3 separate regions of the Mus musculus genome follow, and regions 2 and 3 are each linked to region 1. The links are chromatin contacts, called in public HiChIP or PLAC-seq maps. All regions are on one chromosome and are shown on one strand. The core of a region is the stretch at or near the end of the contact, and the rest is flanking DNA. Distances in the headings are between cores, read along the strand shown. Region 1 holds the start of Rps6kc1 (ribosomal protein S6 kinase polypeptide 1). Region 2 has its middle 51 kb from the start of Smyd2. Region 3 overlaps Gm39736 (a long non-coding RNA gene).

What was found. HiChIP or PLAC-seq counts read pairs in DNA pulled down with a chosen protein or histone mark.
Region 2: an H3K4me3 HiChIP or PLAC-seq map of embryonic limb bud shows a contact between it and region 1, with 4 times the contacts expected there. The contact joins the enhancer-like site here to the promoter of Rps6kc1 in region 1. A contact is called at or near these places in 2 of 39 promoter capture datasets (embryonic stem cells and hippocampal neurons) and 6 of 115 datasets of contacts at active chromatin or transcription factors (the SCID.adh cell line, astrocytes, embryonic forebrain and 3 more).
Region 3: an H3K4me3 HiChIP or PLAC-seq map of the SCID.adh cell line shows a contact between it and region 1, with 8 times the contacts expected there. The contact joins the enhancer-like site here to the promoter of Rps6kc1 in region 1. A contact is called at or near these places in 3 of 39 promoter capture datasets (cranial neural crest, hippocampal neurons and second pharyngeal arch cranial neural crest), 8 of 115 datasets of contacts at active chromatin or transcription factors (the SCID.adh cell line, astrocytes, craniofacial prominence and 5 more) and 1 of 9 other capture datasets (embryonic stem cells).

What each region holds. Positions count from the first base shown.
Region 1 is chr1:190,910,336-190,913,307 of GRCm38.p6, forward strand. Rps6kc1 (ribosomal protein S6 kinase polypeptide 1) reads right to left here and starts at 1,435. Exons shown (of 15, transcript NM_178775.4): 1 at 1,221-1,435. The coding sequence starts at 1,325.
Region 2 is chr1:189,971,675-189,974,646 of GRCm38.p6, forward strand. No RefSeq gene overlaps it. Among named protein-coding and RNA genes, the nearest start is that of Smyd2, 51 kb to the left of the region's middle. Within about 2 kb of position 1,532, at least 12 of the 459 cell types and tissues checked have an H3K27ac peak or open chromatin away from gene starts, as enhancers often do. A contact at or near this core is called in the SCID.adh cell line and embryonic limb bud, where this site is marked.
Region 3 is chr1:190,037,017-190,039,988 of GRCm38.p6, forward strand. It overlaps Gm39736 (a long non-coding RNA gene), which reads right to left. Exons shown (of 2, transcript XR_865850.3): 2 at 2,463-2,717. Among named protein-coding and RNA genes, the nearest start is that of Gm39736, 6.6 kb to the right of the region's middle. Within about 2 kb of position 1,430, at least 2 of the 459 cell types and tissues checked have an H3K27ac peak or open chromatin away from gene starts, as enhancers often do. A contact at or near this core is called in the SCID.adh cell line, where this site is marked.

The DNA.
Region 1 (2,972 bases), core at 185-2,684:
AATATTCACTGCACTATTAACATTATTATTGCCCCTCCGTCAATACCCCTCTTCTTCAAGACTTAACACTAGCAACTGAGTTTCCTCATCGTGGGTTAAGCAGAACTGGTCCCGAAGCTCAAAGCTGCTACTGCTCTGCAACAGAAACTTTAGCAAACTTTTAAACTTCCTTGAATCTGCTTCCTCATCATGAAGTTGTACAAAATGCCCAGCATACACACAGCAGTGCACATAAGCACTTATTTCATGTTATTGTTCTCATTTCCCAGGAAAACGAGTTCTCAAAACTTAAGCTGAGGCAACAAAATTTAAGAAAAACAGTACTAAATTTGGAACAGTGAATTTATGTAAAAAAAAATTACCATTTATTTATTTGGGGGGACGACACCTTCAGTGGTCAGAGGACAATTTGCAGGAGTCAGTTCTCTCCTTCCACCATGTAGGTCCCAGGGAATGAAAACAGTTCTTCGGGCTTGACAGCAAGCATCTTTACCTGCTGAGCCATTGTGCCACACCAACCACCCTCAAGTCTCACTTAAGTACACATGTGTCTCCTGAAAAGACTCATCAAAACTCAGAAGCAAAGGCTAAAGATCCAAGACGAGCGTCTTAACAGCGAAATCTTCCCAAGATTCTACCTGCCTCACGGCAAGCCAGCCACTGAATGAGAAGAGGAAACGTCCCTTCCGTTACATAAGCCCCACAACACACCCACTAACATTTTTAAGTGTGTGTTTTCCCTCTGGAATGCACCAGCCCAATTCTGCAAATTTCATTTCAAGAGAAAGTCCACATAGGACAGAGGACTAGGTCATCCATTTAAAGACATCCACCAGTGTTCCACCCCAGAATGGCTGGTGGAGCCCAGCATCCCTTATGGAGCCTGCACTCCAGTCTACCAGGAGTCCATTCTCATGCTTAGAGTTCCCATCATCTCCATCCTGGGGTCCCTCTCTCCTGACTGAGGTCTCCAATATCTCCATCCTGGAGTCCTGTCTCCTGGCAAGGGTCCCCAGCATCTCCATTCTGAGATCCCATCTCCTGCCTGGGGTCCTCAACATCTCGAACCTAGAGTCCCATCTCTGCCTGGAGTTCCTGTGTACTGTCTAGGGTCTCCTGTCCGAGTCTCCATCCCTCCCTACCAACCTACCTACCACTCGCCGCACCCAGCCGCAGCCCGGAGCCCGTGCCCCGCCCAGTGTCCCTATCCAGAAACTCACCCGTGCGGTAACCTTATAGACAGTGTAGCCCCTGGGGTGTCGCTGGGGCTCGGTGACAGTGTAGAAGCGGGCCAGGTCCGCACTGTGACCCCAAGGAGAGGTCATCCTCCCTCCGCCCGTGCTTCCGCCAGCTGGGGACCATCGGGCAGCCCCAGCTGTGCCGGACTCCACGCAGCACTAAGCACGAGCACCGCGAAGAGGGGGCGGTGGCTCCTGGGGGGCTGTCGCTTGGATCTGCTTCCGGATCACCACACAGACTTCCGGGTCATCCCGGTCGACGTTCGGGATAAGAAGGTGCGGCTCTGGATCCTCTCCGAGCTGTATCGTCCGCTGTGGTTACTAGCGCCTAGCTCAGTCGCCATGGATACCGGAGGCGTCCCTACTAAGTCTCCTGGTGCACTAGCTTCGATGTCTACTAGAATTTGCGAGCTGGGGAGAGGGTTGGGCCTCCCGCCCTGTGCTCCTGTAGAGTCCTGGGTGATGGACGCAGCGGTACCCGAGCCAAGCATCTCCTTTCCTTCCCTACTTACTCTGTGCGGTGCCCACAGCAACATCGCAGCGCTCTGACAGACACGTCCCCATTTTCCCGTAGATGAACCCTCTTTGACATACCTACAGCTGCACGACAAGCCCTCACCCTACGTAGAATAGAAGTGCATCCCTCCCACTCTCTCAGGGAGATTGCTTGAGACCAACATGGGTCAAGTAGTGAGTTCAGAGTTAAGCTGGGCTACATGGGGAGAACCTGTCTCAAAACACAAAATTTGCTCAGTCACAGGATCCAGGGCAGTCTGCTATACATAACAAGACTCTCAACAACAACAACAACAAAGAAGTTTGTTGTTTTTTCAACAGTCCCTAGACTCTTAAATGTGCATCTGTTGTGGGGGTTGTAGAAGGAGACTCTCAAAGTCACTACAAAGAGTCTCCAGTTTCTATTGATTGGCATCCCCTACCTGGCAATTTTTTTTTAACTTTCTCTTGATCAGAGCTCTCATTCCCAAAAGATTCATTGCAAGGTTCTGTCGTTGTTAATTCTGTGTCTCTTGCTTCCTCTCCTCCCTGCCTTCTAACCCCTAGAACACACAATTAAGGAAGGAAGGAAGGGAAGAAACAAAGAGGGAGAAACAGAGATGGTAAGAAGAATTAGAGATGTGGTTGAGTAGTTAGTTAGGATCTCTGATTGCTCTTCCGGAGGAATGGGTGAGGTTCAAATCCCAGCATGCCAGTGGCAGCTCTTAGCTGCCTGTAACTCCAGTTCTGAGGGATCTGATGCCCTCTTCTGGCCTCCTCCAGCACACAAGTAGTACACATACCTAAGAGCAGAAAAACACCCATAGACATAAAAATAAAAATCCTTTTACAAAGGAAAAGAGTGACTTTAGCACCCTTTGTCTGCTCACATCTCCATCCCAGCCTGACACCCTTGCTCATTTGAAAACTACTTGCTCCACTCATGTGCTGATTTCCACTCTCTTTGGCAGAAAGAAAAACGTTGTTCTAATAATGTCTCCACCCTGTATGTTTGATCTTCGACTATTAACCTCTTCTGAGCCTTTAGGCTTTTCTTATTATTTCTCTTATGTGTATGGGTCTTTTGCCTGCCTGCATGTATGTTGACCACATGTATACCTGGTACCCACAAAAAAAAAAAATCACCACAGATCCCCAGGATGGTTCATGTGGGTCCTGGGATCCAAATCCAGGTAGGTCCCCTGCAAGAGCACCAGGTGTTCTTAACTGCTGTTATCT
Region 2 (2,972 bases), core at 282-2,781, 940 kb before region 1:
GTTACTAACAGCCAGGCTATTGCTGTGTCAGACCTGACCATTTTGTCTGGGGGAGGATTGTGAGACTGTTTGGAACTTGGGCTGGAAAAGCTATTGAGCACTCAAAGCTTAACGGGCTGCTCTGTGGGAGCTTGGGTGATAAGAGAGAGTTGAGAGAAGTGCAGATGAAGGAGGCTTGACTTATGAATTTTCAGAGTTAGCGAGTCCCTTAAAACCTCTTTCTGGGCCACTCATGTGATACTATGATTTAAGAATCTATGGTTTCTAGTTAGCACTGGCTGCAATTTGGCCCAATATAGAGTCATTTGGGAAGAGGGAAGAATTGCATGCATCAGATTGGCCTGTGGGTGTGTCTGTGGAACATTTTCTTGATTGCTTATTGATGTAGAAGCACCAGTCCCACTGTGGATGGGACCATTCTTATGCTGGTGGGCTGGAGCTGTAAGAAATGTGACAATGTGAGCCAGTAGGTCTGTCTTAAGGACCAGGCCTGATTTCAAAACAGGCCACAAGGCACCAGCTTCAGGAATAGACCATAAGTTCCAGAAACTAAGTCATAAGATACCAGCTCTAGGAACATATCATAAAGCTCCCTCCCATAAAGAACAGCCTGGGAAAAACCACAGAAAAATGGGGAATATCTTATCTCAGAACGGGCTGTCTTTAACCCTATTTCATCACATGGTTGAATGTTCATGACGTAGGAACGCAGACCACTGACCACCTGTGACGCCCTAGCACCCACCAATGAAATCTTAGATTACCCAATCCTTCTAGAGAGTTCTCCCTGTTGCCTATAAAAAGCCCTGTGTACCTTTGTCTGGGGTTGCCATTTTAGAGAATGGTTGACCCCCCACATTCTTGTTGCTTCTGCAGAATAAGTGCTCTTTGTTTTTGCATACTATATGGGTTTGGGGTCTCCTTCAGTGCTTTTCAGATCCTTACACAAGTAAGCAGAGTTGTCCCACGGTTTCTGCTACAGTTCTTGCCTCCAGGTTCCTGCCTGAATTTCCCCAAAGAAGGGTGGTGACCTGGAAGCACAAAATGCAAAGCCTTGTCCTTCCTAAGTCACTTTTGATCATGTTTATTAAAGTAACAGAAAACTGATCAAAACAGGGAAAGCTCTCCAGGTGCCTAAGGTCTGAGCAGGAGTTATGCTTAATTCCCCTTCCAAGGGACAGTTATCCAGGATTTCCTTGTCTAAAGTCAGCAGAGACCGACCTCTCTGTTCGCTGCTACATCCTTTGCTGTATCGTCACCTGTGCAGCTTCTGCTGAGACGCTGGTGACCAGGCTGGGGAGGTCTGCTTAGAGGCAGCAGGAGGTAATAGCTTGGTGGAGGACAGGGAGGGTGCCTTGTCTCCTGTAATATGGAATGGGTGACAGAGAATTTCAAGCAGTGACGGTCTCTACCTAGAAACAGACTTTCAGGATGACCAGTGGCTTTAACCGAGCAGTACTGATCGATCAAGGCAAAGGCATTTTCTACTTGCACTTGAGAACAGCAGGCTGGAGGGGCGGGGCAACGACTGTGGATCCCTCCTTCTTTAGTCACCCTCTGCCATCTGCTGGCCACAGCCGGAAGTGCTCCTGAATCACTAAGTGGTCCTGGTGGGGAGTTTTGTTATTTTTTCTGAGTTTACGGGAGTTTACAGGAGTGGGCCACCATGCCAAGCTCAGGGAGGTCGTCTTATTACTGTATATTTTCGGAGCTCAAAATGTGACTTCTGAGAAAAACTGTGTCATAATTCACCAGATTCCATAATTTATTTCCCTCGAAATCACAGTTCTGAGGAGACTTGAACATCTGAGCGATCGGCTTGACATTTTTATTCCTTTGCTGGTGAGGTAATATTTGAACTCTGAACACCATGTTCAAACTCTGACATCTTAATTCTAGTTTAGCAGTTGTGTGCATGTGTGTGTGCATGTGTGTGTGTGTGTGCATATGTACGTGCACATGTGGCAGTTGGAGAAGATCTCTCCGGAGATGGTTTCCTCTTTTTACCATGTGGAACTGAACTTGAGTTGTCAGGGTTTATGTCATGTGACTTTACATGCTGAGCCATCACACAGGTCCTCTATAATTTCTTTATGATGTTGGCCAGGAAATGTCACCTGTTGGTCCTCCGTCTCCTCGTCTGTGGCAACAGACCTTGTGGGAGATGCTAGATCTTGCTTCTCTAATGGGTTTGACTCATGACAAGAGCTTACATGTGCACAGCCTATAACAGCTCGCACCCCACCTGCTCTCAGTCAACCCTGTGCGCCATGCTCTTGATGTACCTAAGAGTTTAGGCAAACCTTAGAATATAGAGCACAGAGCCTTCTGAGAATCACTTATGCATATATGCCTGGCCATGCTGTCTGTGCCACATTTCAACGCCACAGTTGATTCAAACAATGTCAGCCCACTCTCTCAAATCTTTCTTATTCCTTCCTGCTAGAGTGATCCATATTCCTTGTGACCACCTACAATACACTATCTAGAGTGTGACTGTTCACCTCTATCTGGGAACATGGGCCTGAATTGCCTGGGTCCTTAAGGGTCAGGACCAGTCTATTGTATTGTCGTGTCTCATGCTAGGTTATTTGGCATCTACTCAATAAACACTTGTTGAAAGGATCCATCTCATTGGATTCTCCAGGAATCCTGGATCAGGTGGAGCAGATGTGAACTGTGGTCATTCTGTAGAGGAGCCATAGAGACTGGACTTAGATGTCAGGGGTAGAATTGAGAGTGGGATTCAAGGCTGGGGAAGATAAATATACATGCAGGCGTGTGAAGAAATAACTGAGAGAACAAGGCTCACCTTGAACCCACACACCAACGCCAATTCCTGGTACCTGCAGAGTCTAGAAGAGGGAGTCAGATCCTTTGAAACTAGAGTTATAGATGATTGTGAGCCCCCATTTTGGTGCTGAGAATCCAACCTGGGTCCTCTGGAAGAGCAGCCATCACTCTAGCCCAGG
Region 3 (2,972 bases), core at 180-2,679, 870 kb before region 1:
ACACAGACCCCCACAGGGATCTCTCAGTGTGAGTGTGATTTTTGAATGGCTGGCAGCTGCAGGCTGGGTGGATGACCATAGTTCAATCCTTAATATCATAATAAATGAAATACTGAATGCAGGAGAAGCTAACTTTAAAATGTAGTTACAATAGCCCAGTGACAGAATGGAGGAGCACCAGCCATTGTTCTGGAACATTCAAGCACTCATTTTAGTGAGGTAGGTTACTTCAATGTCTAAGAGCTGCAAGCACCTGGCGCCTTCACAGCGCTGAAGTTTCAAGAACTGTTTCTTATTTTCATAAATTTCATAACACAGGAGTTGGTAGTTCCTAAGGTACCTAGGCAGACATGTGTGTCTACATGTAACAGGTACATGTGTGTCTACATAATGTAAGCATCCTTTTGCTAACTGGAAACACCTCCTTCTATTAAGACCATTTTCTTTGCTTGGCCACTTTCTTTAACTTAATGTATTTTAACCCTAAATTACTGTGCAGCATCACGGACAACAATAAGATACAGCCTGGCTTCTCGACACATTGCTCACTCTGGGTAGTGGACATACTCTATGCTGCTTGCCGACTATAACTCGCTATGATATACAAGTTCATTTGTCATTTGCTTCAGGGAGCAGTCTGCTGGTGGCAGGGGTAGTGACAGGAAGTGGGACACTGAGCCAGGTTTCAGACTTGGGTTTTGTCATTTTCTCCCAGTGAAAGAATAGACTGATAGCATCATTCCCCAGGGTGCTTTGACTGTTGGTCTTCTGCCTCTTTTCTGGCCTTCTCCCATGTGTATGCTCTTATTTCTTTCCTGGTCAGCTTTTTGTTTTCTGTTTTCTACATTTCTAGCTTTCCATCTCAATGCCTTTGGGTCTCAGCACGTACAGCAGCGTACAGCCAAACAGTTAAACATACTCCCGATGCTGTTTTAATTCTTTTCCTCTCCTGGTCTGGTAATCCCTGGCTGGATCAGCCAGTTTCCTGATCTCCCCAGGACTCTGCCAGTTCTAAAGAACCTAGTCTGGAAACTAAGTACCCGAACCTCGGGGAGAGCCTTGATAGCTGAGGCTTAGGAGCAAGTCAGTCTCCAGGGCTCCCCCTTTCTTGACTTCCAATAATTGGCAACCACAGACAAGGAAGCAAGTGAGGTCCAGGAAAGGCTTTCTAGCTTGATTGATGGTAGAGGTGCATTGGAGAAGGCAGCAGGAAGTATGTGCTCTGCGGAAAAACAGGAAGGTTTCAGGGAGAGCCAAGAGACACTGGAGACAACAGAGCAATGTCCCTCACCCTGCTTCCTGAACCGTGGTGAGTGGGGGAGGGAAGGGATGCAAGAAACCCTCTCTTTTCCTCGTCCCATATCTCTAGAGCAGTGGCTCTCAACCTGTGGGATATCCTGCATGTCAGATAGTTTACATCACAATTCACAACAGTAGCAAAACTACAGTTACAGAGTAGCAAGTTACAAAGTAGAGATAAATTTATGGTATGTGTGTGTGGGTGTGTGTGTGTGGGGGGGGGACACCACAGCATGAAAAACTGTATTAAAGTCTTGCAGCATTAGGAAGGCTGAGAACCACTGCTTCATAGGAAGGTGTCAGGTTGCTGTGTCTCACGCAGTACCTTCATATTTAAGGAATGAACAAGACAAGCCCAAGGGCAATATTGCATCTATACACAGATAAGAAAGAGGACCCTCCCTGCCAGACCTTGTGTTCTGGCTATGGCCTTCCTTATGGGACCATAGTTAGCAACTCACCACTTGAAAGTCCTGAGCCTGTGCAGAGGCTATGTGAGCTGGAAAACATGCTCCTTGCCTTGAGGTTGAATCCTGATGCTGGTGTGTAGGTCTTCAGGAATGAGGGTTAGCCAAGGGGGTAAGCATATTAAATCTTAGAGAGAGCCAGGCATGGGACATCAGTGCTGCAATGTTGGAAGGAGAGATAGAAGAAGGAAAAGGAAGGGGAAAAGGAGATGATAGGCTCTCATAACTCCCACATCTTACCTAGTACAGAACTCAGGAAGAAGGGACTTCTATATTAGACCATCTCAGATTTGTTCTTAAGGACAATCGTCAGTTCAAAGGGGTGGCATTGAACACTGCATTTATTAGCATGGTTTCTTCCTTCCTTCCTTCCTTCCTTCCTTCCTTCCTTCCTTCCTTCCTTCCTTCCTTCCTCCCTCCCTCCCTCCCTCCCTCCCTCCCTCTTTTCTTTCTTTCTTTCTTTCTTTCTTTCTTTCTTTCTTTCTTTCTTTCTTTCTTTCTTTCTTTCTTTCTTTCTTTTGTTTATATCTTCCAAATGCTTGAATAGTTGGTTCACTGTCCCATGTGCATTCTGACTGTAGGCCCCACATAGGTTAGAACAAGAGTCCTAGGTCACCAAAGCCGTTGTCTCAGCTATGCATGAGAGGCAAGCACTGTCTGAATGCTGTCCCAACCACCACACATGTAGAGACCGGAAATTACAAACTATTTTGTTATTTGAAAGCTTTTGTGGTTCAAGAAGACTGGACAGGTGCATAGTAGAGCAATGCCTCATGGGTTGGGAACTCCACAGAGAGACTTGGAGGCCGGTGGTGACTCTGGGGATGGGCTGGCATCACCGGAAGGTGCTCTCACTTCTTATCTGGAGGTGAGGTTGGTTCTGCTGTAGTACTGGCTGCAGCTCCCACACAACTCTAGCCTCAGAGTCTGGGTTTCTTCTGAGGCCTGGGTCTGAGTATCAAAAAGAGGGCAAGGAGGAGTATCAGAACAAAGAGATGCCCTGCATCTCATTACCCAGATTTGGAAGTCTCAGCAGCCCCTCTGACAGAGCAGTGAAGGCCAGATTAGAATAGAAACAAAATTACGGCTTCCTCTTCATATTTTTCCTTTACTTCAAAAACCACTTAACATGGAGGCCTTATATGATGGAAGATGTGGCTACTCTGGGCAAGAGTATCCTGTCACAGTGTTCTTTGTTCAAGAGAG